Linked DNA regions of Macaca mulatta: region 1 is linked to region 2. Evidence: chromatin contacts called from public Hi-C data. All regions are on one chromosome and are shown on one strand. The core of a region is the stretch at or near the end of the contact, and the rest is flanking DNA. Distances in the headings are between cores, read along the strand shown.

Region 1 (5,782 bases), core at 741-3,240, 410 kb after region 2:
TACAAATAGTAGCATATGCCTAGTGACATACTTTTTCATATTTCTATTAGGTAAACACGAATTCATTATATGTACCCTGAAATAAATTTGTGATACGATTTTAATAACTGAATATTGAATTTACTCAATGTAGTCTAGTCTTAAAAAGAGTAATTATGAAAAACTTTAAATAGGAAACACAAAATATTTCTAAAATGCTTAATCCTAAGTAGGAAGATACAAAAAAATACAAATTCCAGGCAAATTTAAGAGAGGCATTTAATGGTTCTCCACTAATACTGAAAAATTATTCTCTTTATGAAGAATTTTAAATGAGTCATACTTTCCTGACTAAATCATTGCTTTACTCAACATTAGGTGAAGAGTTAACTGTTTGCTAACTTGAAACCTTATATTCACTTAAACTGTACATCTACATATAAAGGCTGGTAGAAAGCATAGTTTACTATATACAATACTTAAAACATACAGTATCATGTGCATCAAGCTCATCTGACATTTACCTAAGAGGGTGAAAAGCTGTCATCTAAATACCTTCTAAAAACTCAGATTCCCACTTCCCAAACTCACACCACAATCAAGCAACTTGAAATTATGCACACTTTTTCCTGGCAAAGCTATGTTCTATGCCCAACTTTTAGTAAGTTAACATATTTCTGTCCCTTACACACTGGCCTAATTATTCACTGATTCATTATGATTCTAAATTTATAACTTTTAAATTCATAATGAAATCAATCCATGGTTAGCACAATAGTTTTCTATCTTAAAAAGCGTGAAACGGAAATCGAGTAATATGTACAATGGATATAGAGAACTAGGTTAGAAATCTTGAGAATTTTTCTAGAATGTGTGGGTTTTGTGTTGCTGATATTGTTGTTTGCTTTAAATGCGGGGCGGTGGGGGTGGGGAGACGGTAAGGGCTAGGAAAGAATAAATCCACAGCGCTAAATTATGGTCATGTTTTAAGAGTGTACAACTTACCCAAATTCAAAGCAATATGGACAACTTGTCAACACCTACTAATCCCATCACAATTTGCTGGGGGAAAATGGGGTGGAGATGAAAAAAAAAAAATTCTTTTTAATGCCTTTCTTCCTCCCCCACGCAGCGAATGCCCCAACACACACGTATCTGGTTCACTCTGCGGCACGGAAACTTAAAGAAATAAATCAGCCACAGACAAACCTGATGATCCAAGCTAGCCCCAAGCAAGCTCCAGGCACTTCTGGAAGGAGCCTGCTCGCTGGGCGCTCAGGCGGCGCGGCAGCTGAGTAGCTCTCGGCGAAGGTGCCCCACACCTGGGCGCCGAGTCCGGCGGGACCCCCAGGTCAGCGGCGGGGCGGGGAGGGCGCGGGAGGAGGGACCGGGAGGGCCCGGCGGGGCAGGACCGCTAAGTGGTCCGGCCCGGGCGCACTCTGCACCCTGCGGCGCCGCCAGGCAGCGCGCCGGCAGAAGAGGGGCGCGAGCGGGCACAACGGAAGGACCCACGACGAAGAGGAGGCTACAAGTCCACAAAACTGCGGCCGGGTACGCACCCGGACGCTGTGGCAGATCGCTAAGACTCCGGGAGCAGGAAGTCCTCGCGCCTTCCTCAGGAGCCCGGACGACCCCAGCCCGGCTCTGACCCCGAGACACCTGTTCCGCCGCGCCCGGGGTTTAGGTCTATCCTCCACGCTTCCCTACCAACCCGGAGAAGGGGGAGGGCGGGGAGAGGGCGAGGGGAGCCGAGACCTTGGACCCGCAGCCTGAGGGCGCCTCCGCCGGCCGTACCTGACATCAGCTGCTGCTCCCTCTCGCCCCTCCTGGGGGGCGGAGAGGGGGACGACTTCGGACCGGCGACCTTTGCTTCTCTGGGCAGCCGCAGAAGTGGCTCGTGGCCGCTAGCCGAGGCCGCCCGCTGCCGCCCAGATTATTCCCCGGCAGCGGCGGCAGCAGCAGCAGCGGCGGCCAAGGCGGGCCCTACGCGCGCTCCCGCCCGCTCGCTCCGCCCCTCCCCGCAGCGCGTCCAAGCCGTGGCCCGCCTACGGCGCAGCCGCCACCCGGAGTCTCCTGGCGCTGACGTCTCCGCCGCCGCACCAGCCCCAGGGAAGGGCGGAGCGGGAGGGGCGGTGGGCGGGGATACGGCGACGTGAGGAACCGGGGATTGGCTGCCGGGCGCACGCTCCGCCCTAATGCGAAGAGGTCTGGGAAGTCGGTCTTCCAAGAGCAACAGATTTCGTTATAGCCCCCTTGCGGCTTGTGTCTGCTACCCTCCACCTTTCTGATCCTGCTATAAGGTTATGCACTTGCTTCCGGATCTTGAGGGGGACGAAGGCAGGGCAACAACAGGGAAGGAAAAAGGGGATGACTGAGGGATCTTTGTCTGAGGTACAGGCTCTAACCCTGCAGGACTCTTGTGGCCTGTAGCCTGCTCTTAACCCGTTCATTTGTTTTTCTGTTCTTTCCTCGTACTCTCTTTACTCAGTATCTCTCTGGACTTAATGAAAGGAAGTAATAAGATGAAGTATGCATACGGGTGCTGGGTCATCATGTATGATGACCGAGATAATGATACTAGAAAGCTTTCTGTAGGCACATTTCGTCTTTGGTTCTGTCAGCACTTCGGTTCTGTGGGGCAATGGCCAGAAGAGCTTCTTCGGGGCTTAACAAAACCTATTTCCCCTTTCACTGGGCTCTGAATAAGGAAGTTGTCTTTGGAATAGGGGGAGGAGACTGCCACCTGTTGAGGCAACCCCATAATAGTCATGAGGTGAGGGTAAGGTATCAGCTTTACTGGCATTAACCATTATCTACAAGACCAAGTTCCAGAATAGGAAAGCTATCCTGCTTCCTTTAAATGCCCTATCCAAGCGGTTCTTTAGTACTCTACAGCATGGTTGTTAGAGTATGGGCTCTAAAATCAGACTGCCTGGGCTGGCATCTTGGTCCCTCTACCTATTGGCAAGTTACTTAGAATGCCTGAGACAAGTAATAAACAATATACATTATTGTTGTTATTTTTTCTTTAATTTGCTTAGGTTCAGCTGTAGTGTAGTTTCTCAGGACATAGCATCAATATATCCAAAAGAATTGTGAAACATAAAGCACATGTAGTGATTCTAATACAGATGTCTTATTTTTCAGATGAGAAAACTAAGGCCAGAAAGATAAACTGATAGGTCCATGCTAGAAGAGAAGTGCAGCTATCCTGCTGTCCAGGTTATTGCTCTTTCCCTGGCTCATGGGTCCAGACTTCTCTCCCTTACATCCTTACCTCCATCCTCTACTCCTCCCCAACTTGTATACAGTTGTTGCTCAGCCTCCTCCCCCTCCACCTTTCCACAATATCTTTCACCCATTGTAAAATATGGAAGGGAGACCCTTTCAGAGGTCAGTGTTCCAAATAGAAACCAAAACTCACAACTCCTTTTCTCATTTTAATTTTATTAAAAGTTATAATGAATAAAGAATAACACTTTTTTCCATTGAGCAAAGATTAGAACCCTTTCCTAAGATAAGGTCAGCCACAGCCTTATCCAGGAAAATTACTTGCTGGAAACAATACTGGACCAAATCAGCCCTGCTCCCACCCTGCCTTTCTTTGAAAATAGCTTTTTTTTTTTCTTTTTTTAAAGAGATATGGTCTTTCTGTGTCGCCCAGGCTGGAGTGCAGTGGCTATTCACAGATGTGATCATGCACACAACAGCCTCGAGCAACTGGGCTGAGGGCTGAAGCAATCTTCCTACATTAGCCTCCCCAGTAGTTGGGATTACAGGCATAGGCTGTGGCACCCAGCTAATAACTATTGTTTTATAAAAACACTACGTGCTTGTGCAAACAAATTGAAAAATTTTAAACAAAAATGCAAAGAAGTTAAAATCTGTCCAAATCCCATAATATAGAGATAACCATTTCTTAAATTTTGTGTTACATTCTTCTAGGCATCTCTCTAAGAATAGAAGCACATATAGACATATAAATACAATATTTCATAAATTGGATTTTATTATCTGCACAGTGAACAACAGTCATGAAAAACATTATTTTTAAAAGTTGCATAGTGTCTGTTAGATGGATATACCATCATTTATCCAACCAGTATTCTATTGATTGACATTTATGTTTCCAAGTTTTTACTATCATAAAAAAGTCTCTTATGAACATTCTTATCCACAGGCTGTTGCACAATTGTGCAATTATCTCCTTGGACACATTCCTAGAAGTAACACTAATGTCAGCCAATTCTTTAACATTTTCAATTAGAGAATAAAAGTTGTGGTTACTTTGAAAAATATACTTTATATGTGGGACTCAAAACTGACCAGATTCTCCCATTTGAAACATATTTGAAACACAGGTAAACCTGAGTATTGTTGTTTTTCTTGTGTCTAGTGTTTAATAATGCATGTTAAAGCTCCTTAGAGTAGGTCGGTAGACATTACTGGTTGTCTAAACCAATATCCTTTCTTCTTTACTAGTAGAACTCTGATTTCTTCAGGGTGACAGCATGTCCAGTTAAAAATATTCATGTTCCTAGACTTTCTTAAGTCATGGCTGGCCATGTGACTATCAATTAAATAAAAGTGAATTTCTGTAGAGGAGGCTCAATAAATATTGCTTTAGCCATTTGATCTGTACCCACCCCTTTTATTTTTTTGAACCTGAAACAGGGACATGATACTGGATGTAGAGCAGACATATTTCACCCATAATAACAAAAGCCACACTGACACTATTAATAATGTAGGACACCGGAGGTGCCTAGGTCCGTGGTTGCTTTGGAGGGCCAAACTGACCAGCTCTGGACTGTCCCACTTCTGGATTTGTTGTTAGGTGAGGAAGACTATATTCCTTCTATATAAGATTTTGTTATTGTCTGTTATAAGTATCAAATCCAATTCTTAGTTGACATAATAAGATAGGCCAAGTCATCATTTATTTAGCACTATATACAGAATTTTTTTAACAGAATGAGACGAAAATGGTGACAGAAAATGTAAACAAGCTAGCAACAACAGTGAAACATTGTCTTCTTTAATAGACTTAGTTTCCCTTTAAATACCTACATTTTACAAATATATTGACACCACTTTATAATAATTAAGTTAAATTTCATGAATTAAATTTTATTAACTCATATGGTAGTATTAAAATATGTTCACAAATTATTTGATACTTCTTCCTTCAAAGGGTCAAACTTCATTCCCCTCACCTTGAGTTTGGACTGTATCAAATGACTTGTTCTCATGAATAGAATGCAGAGGAAATGATGTAGTGTGACTTCTGAGGGGAAACTATAAAACATGCCAGCCTTTTTATTCTTTCTCCAGGATTACTTGTTGGGGCCAGGTAGCTGTCATGTCAGAGTCATAAGGTCACTCAGGTAACTTATAAAAAGGCTCACATGGTGAGTAATTAAGGCTTCCAGCTAACAATCGGTGAGGTATTGAGGCCTTCTGACAATAGCCATGTGAATGAGCTTGGAAGCAGATCCTCCAATCCCAGTCAGGCCTTCATATGATTGCATGCATCCTGGTCAACATCTTGACTGTAACCTAGAAGGAGACCTTGAGACATAATCATTCAGCTACGGTCCTGAATTCCTAAGCCACAGAAATGGTGAGATACTAAATGTTTAAATGATTTTCGTTTTAAGCCACTAAGTTTTGGGATAGTTTGTTATGCAACAATAGGTAACTCATGCAGCTGGATATAATAGAGCCTAGCACAATGCCTGGCACACATGCTGGTGTTCAATTATTTGTTGTTTGAATGAATAAATAATTGAATGAAGTATAT
Region 2 (5,890 bases), core at 134-2,633:
GCTATCATACTTCATTTATTCTGTAAGATTGGGCACCTTCTATGTTCTAGGCGCTGTCATAAAGCTGGGAACACAGCAGCAAACATGAGCAGATGAAGTCTCTGGTCTAAAAAAAAACCTGCACTATAGTGATAAAATTAAGCCCAACCTTAAAGAGGTTAAAAAATTTAAGAATGAGGAGGAAAAGGGGCACCTCATGTGATAGGCAGCAGCTATGACAGCAAAGAAAAGGAACAGATACTGCCAAGTAAGGTTTCACACTCATACCACCACAAAGGAAACCTCTTAATTGACATCATGAGATCTGCCCCATTTTCCCATCTCATTGAAAAATCAATGTTTAAATAAACACACTCTTCAGGCCTTCATTCCACAACCCTACTCTTTATACCAATGGTCTATGGTAAGCAATTTTGATGCCACATAGAAAAATCCATCTTACAAAACACAAAATACGAGTTGTAGCGTAAATTTTAGAACTTTGATTCACATGACTCTCAACGGAGAATATCAGCATTTCTTCCATTGTCATGCACCTAAAATATTTATACTGCCATCCACTAAATCTGATGACAGTAATTCATACAGAATCAAAACTTGAGAGAAAAAGACTAATTCTTCTCACTTTACGTAACAGTAAAGTGAAGACCAGATGTTTGGGTGCTTGTCCAGGGTCTCTCAACTTCCATCCTAGATTACTGCAAAGAGAAAGGATCAGCTACACAATACGCAAGGCGTGGTGCAAAATAAAAATGCAGGGCCCCTTATTTAAAAAGTCAAGACAGTGATAGCAGACTAGCCATTAAAATAAGTGCTAGCCATTATAAATGCTGGACTATGCGCTACTGCACAGGTTGCACATTATAAGAGTAACCCTGTATAGAGAGGTGCATCTATGTCCACCCTTTTAAGAAGTGTACTTTTTTCACCATCTAATACACAGGATAAACAGTTCCTTGATCATGAACATACATCACCAAGAATCTGGTGTAAAGAAAACAATATAGAGTCAGAAATCCTACAGCCACTCCCCAGTTCAAATCCTAACAAATCTTGTAATACTCCAAAACCATAAACCGAGATAAAATCTATCCCATTTCCATCTCACAAAGTTGTGACATCAACTGAAATGAACTCTTCACATCACATAGATGTTAGTATCACTACCATTCCCGTAATCAGCCCTGAAAGTTAATGTTTTTTCCAAATGTTGGAGACATTAAAAAATTAGGTGCAGAAGGGGTGCGGTTTGCAATAAGTATAGCTTGTATTTATATCCTCACCTTTCAAGTTTAACAAGTCTCACTTCCCATCAGTGACTTATCAGCAAAGGAAAGCCATGCTCATTCTGTGTTTATTCATCAGAATATCTGTAACAGCACTGTCCAAAAGAAATACAGTGTGAGCCATATGATTTAAAAATTTCCAGTAGTCACATCTAAAAAGTAAAAATAGGTGGAATTAAATTTAAAAACATATTTTATTTAACCAACATATCAACGGCATTATCCTTTCAATATGTAATCAATGCAAAAATTATTAGTGAGGATTTTGACATTTTTTCTGGCACCAACTCTGGGAAATCCGATGTGTATTTTACACTTACAGCACATCTCAATACCATGTGGCTACTGGACAGTGAAGTCCAACACATTACAATACTACTAAGTGTACAAAGTATCCAATCACATGCTTTTTGATGCTGTCTTTTACTTTTCTTACCATGGCAAATTACGAGAGCGGTTTCAAGAAATTTCCACCATCAGCATCTTCCAGGAGATGCACTGCACATACCCAAATTTCCCTTAAAATATACAAAAGGCCTGCAAAAGCAGTCATTTGCTAACCAATTCAGCAAAGTCCACATGTGTGAGGTTTCATTCATCCTCTTAAGGAATTTTCACTACTCGTATGTGAAGAGAACAGAGCTCACCGGGAGATAGGCCGTTTAAGAAGTACAGTATTTAAGAGGGTACAATGGCAACAGGGCACGTTGCTATTCCAGGTAAAGCAGGAGTCTGAATCCGACTCTCCCGCTTCAAGCACCTGGCTGAGCCTCCCGGGAAAGGCGGGGACGCCGCTCCCCACAAGCCTGCCGCGGTGAAGGCTGTAGCGTGGCCTCTGCGCCCCGAGGAGGTCCCCGCAGGTCCCGCGGCCGCCCGCAGCCCCCGGTGGCTCCCGCGGAGGCCCGACCGGCTGGCCGCCCGGCGCGATTACCCCACAGCGCGGAACGCGCTCCCCGCCCAGACGCCCGAGCCTTTCAACTAGGCTATCTCGGGCCCCTAGCTGCGGCCGCTGCGCTCCCGAGACCCGAGACGCGGGCCGGGTCGAACTCACTGACCTGAGGTGGCAGCGCGGCCGCCGCACAGCCGCTTCCGGCCGGGACACCGCCCCTCCTGCCGCAGGCGCCCGGACGCGGGCAAGATGGCGGCCGCGGCGGCGCGGCCCGTGACCTGGACCACTGGGCTGGGGCCCACGACCCTACCACCACGCCTCGGGGACGCGCAGCCGCGCCTTGGAAGGGGAGTTTCCCGCCGCGAGTCCCGCCCTCCCCCGCCCGGTAGGCGCCTCGGGGCGGGGTCACTGGCCGGGAGGCCCCGCCTTCCGCCCGAAAGCGCCTGTGCACCCCGCTGGCCCCGCCCGTGGGTCCACAGGCCGGATCCCCGGGTTCCTAGGCTGGGACTGCTTCTCAGAACCACTCTGCCGTTTTCAAGCAGGGTCGCACACTCTAGCTCACTGGGTCCATCTTAATTTCTATTAAACTTTTTTTTTTTTTGCAAATGATGTAGTAGGAGATCCAAGGTATTTGGTTAATGATTTATTCACTCAGTCATTCCACAAACTTGTCTTGATCACCTGTTATGTACCCAGCACTGTGCTGGAATACCTAGGAGACAGGAGTGAAGTAAAAAGACATGGTCCGGGCAGGAAACAGGCAAGGAGAGCCTTGACTTGGTAGGGCTAACACAGTGCTACACAGGAGGGACGCCCGCTCAGCTTCGGGGTCAGCAAAGCTTCCTTAAGGACTACTAGGCTGAGACAAGAAGGATGAGTATGGGATTAGCCAGGTAAGGGAACAGGGCAGTGGGAACTGGAAGAGAAGAGTCTTCTAGCACTGAGAAAGAGCAAGTGCTGGGTCAGGAGAGAGAACATAGCAGTGAGGAGGCAGTAGGTATGGATGAATGAGCAGAGGAAGTGGGGAGAGATTAAGATGCTGTCAGAAAGGGGTTGGAAACCAGTTTAGTGAGTTTGGATGGACTTTTTCCTAAAGGCAATGGTAGAGTCATCGAACGTTTTTAATCAGGCAAGTGGTATGATCAGTTTTTTTTTTTTTTTTTGATTTTGTTTTGTTTTGTTTTGTTTTGTTGAGACGGAGTCTCGCTATATCGCCAGGCTGGAGTGCAATGGCGCGATCTCTGCTCACTGCAACCTCCGCCTCTCGGGTTCAAGGGATTCTTCTGCCTCAGCCCCTGGAGTAGCTGGGACTACAGGCACGGCGCCACCATGCCCAGGTAATTTTTTGTATTTGTAGGAGAGATGGGGTTTCACCATGTTGGCTAGGGTTGTCTCATCTGTTGACCTCGTGATCCGCCCACCTCGGCTTCCCAAAGTGCTGGGATTACAGGCGTGAGCCCCCGCGCCCGGCCAGTATGATCAGTTTTTGCGCAGAGAGCTGGAGGGATAGAGTATCAGAATGCGGGATGACAGAAACGCAGGTTACCAGTGGCATGGAGAGTGGGCATGGAGAGAAGTGGGCGCCCTGGGGAATATTTAGAGGTGGGATGAACAGAGGTTGGTGATTGACCAAGTGAATGACGGTGAAAGAGGATTCCAGGTTTTTTGTTCCCAAAACTGAGTGAATGGTGCTGCCTCAGGTGTCACGAGTCTGACCTTGAGGCAGTCTTCAGATGTCTGACAGTCTTCACTTGTATTTTCATGCTTAAAAGTGGGTGGTCTTGGGCTTGTGGTGGTGATGGCTATAAACAGCATTATGAGCTTAGTCTTGATGAGCTTCGTGGCAGATGGTTTTGATAAGATGATGAGTTTGGGGAAAGTATTGCCTTTCCAATCCTGCCATTAGAAGAGTGTAGGCTGAAGAAAGTGCTGTATTATTGAGAGGAGACACAGCAGTATTCATCACTTTAAACACTATCTTGTCAATCTTCTCAATGGTTTTGGCCTTGACCTCAAACCCTCACACAAAACCTCAGATCAATACAAATCTCTTCCTTTTCTACTCTTACTATTCATAGTTGAGGACAACTTTTCTGCTTGCACTCAGGAGATGACACTGCCTTCTACTTCAGAAAAGAAAATTAAAACTATTAGGTAGAATTTCCACAACTTCCCACTACTTCTTCCTGCCCTCCTCCAACATCTTGATTCACTACCATTCTTATCTTCTTTTCGGTGACTAGGAGTAAAAGGAGGAACCCCACATATTTCTCCTCTTCTGAGACCTTGCACCATCAATTACTCCACTTCCATGTATCTTAGCCTCTCCATTTCTACTGGTTCTTTACCTTAAACACATACTCAAGTCATTCCCATTTTCTCTTCAAAGGAGAGGACCATATTTGCTCTCTGTGATTCCACTTCCTCCTCTCTCCCTTGAATTTACTCCATTCAGTCCTTCATGCCCACCATGCCACAAAACTGCCACTTGTCAAGGTCACCTGTGAGCTCCATGCTGCCAGTTTCAATGGCCAAAGCTTCACCCTTGCAACTTTTGTTGTTCTTGACTACGTCCTCTCTCTTGACATGTCTCATTTGCTTGGTTCCATATCATCACTTTCTTCTGGTTTGTCTTTTATCCCTGTGACTTCACTGTTCCTTAAACATGACAAGCATGCTCTTGCCTCAGGGCTTCTTTACTAGCTATTCCTTCTGTCTGGAATGCAGAAATCTACATGACTCATACTCTCCCTTCACTCAAGAGTCTGCTCACTTGTCACTGACTACCTATAAATTAGTTCCTTTGTTCTTGTCTTCATGACACCACAACTTCACATACATGCCATCTCTTTACTTTTCTATAGTTGTCTTCTTCTAGACTGTGTCTTCTTATCCCCAGTTTTCATTCTGTATTTTTTTTTCTTTTTAGTAAGAGGAAATATCTCTACATTCAAATCTGAGCAGGGCATTTGGTGACCCACTTAGACATGAAATTCCTTGGCCTCCCTTTCACCAAGATAAGGCTATATCAAAAAGTTATGTCCTGTAGGATGTGAGTAGGACTGGATCCTGTCCCTTAAAAAGAAAGTTGCTTGCTATACCCTTTCTCTTCCCTCTTCCTGCTCTCTGGCAAGTGGCAAAAAGAAATGGAAGAAAAGACTTGAAATGGAAGCCAGGTATTAAGGAAGGCAAACTGTTCTCACTAGCCTAAGTCCCAAAAGAATCTCAGGAAGCTGGGGCACCTCCTCCCTTGGATCACAGACTTCTGGACCATTATGCAAGAGAAAATAAACTTTGTTCTTTTAAAAATCATTGTTTGTTTGGAACTGGTAGAGCAGCTTAGCCAATTCCCTAACTAAAACAGAGGGGCTCTGTCTACTTTATTCTCTGCTTAATCACCAGGATGTAAAACAGTGCCTAAATTGGCCGGGTGCGGTGGCTCACGCTTGTAATCCCAGCACTTTGGGAGGCCAAGGTGGGCAGATCACAAGGTCAGGAGATCGAGACCACGGTGAAACCCCGTGTCTACTAAAAATACAAAAAATTAGCAGGGCGCGGTGGCAGGCGCCTGTAGTCTCAGCTACTCAGGAGGCTGAGGCAGGAGAATGGCGTGAACCCGTGAACCCGGGAGGCGAAGCTTGCAGTGAACCCAGATCGCGCCGCACTCCAGCCTGGGGAACAGAGCGAGACTCCGTCTCCAAAAAAAACAAAAAAC

What was found. A called contact is a pair of places that touch in the nucleus more often than the background predicts.
Region 1: a Hi-C map of liver shows a contact between it and region 2, with 2.6 times the contacts expected there. The contact joins the promoter of C1GALT1 here to the promoter of MIOS in region 2.

Annotation. Positions count from the first base shown.
Region 1 is chr3:121,360,765-121,366,546 of T2T-MMU8v2.0, forward strand. It overlaps C1GALT1 (core 1 synthase, glycoprotein-N-acetylgalactosamine 3-beta-galactosyltransferase 1), which reads right to left and starts at 1,991. Exons shown (of 5, transcript XM_077997025.1): 1 at 1,774-1,991. It overlaps LOC114676982 (a long non-coding RNA gene), which reads left to right and starts at 1,195. Exons shown (of 2, transcript XR_013415450.1): 1 at 1,195-1,330.
Region 2 is chr3:120,949,470-120,955,359 of T2T-MMU8v2.0, forward strand. It overlaps MIOS (meiosis regulator for oocyte development), which reads right to left and starts at 1,384. Exons shown (of 11, transcript NM_001257861.2): 1 at 1,284-1,384. It overlaps LOC106997522 (a long non-coding RNA gene), which reads left to right and starts at 2,453. Exons shown (of 3, transcript XR_001443720.3): 1 at 2,453-2,560; 2 at 3,394-3,512.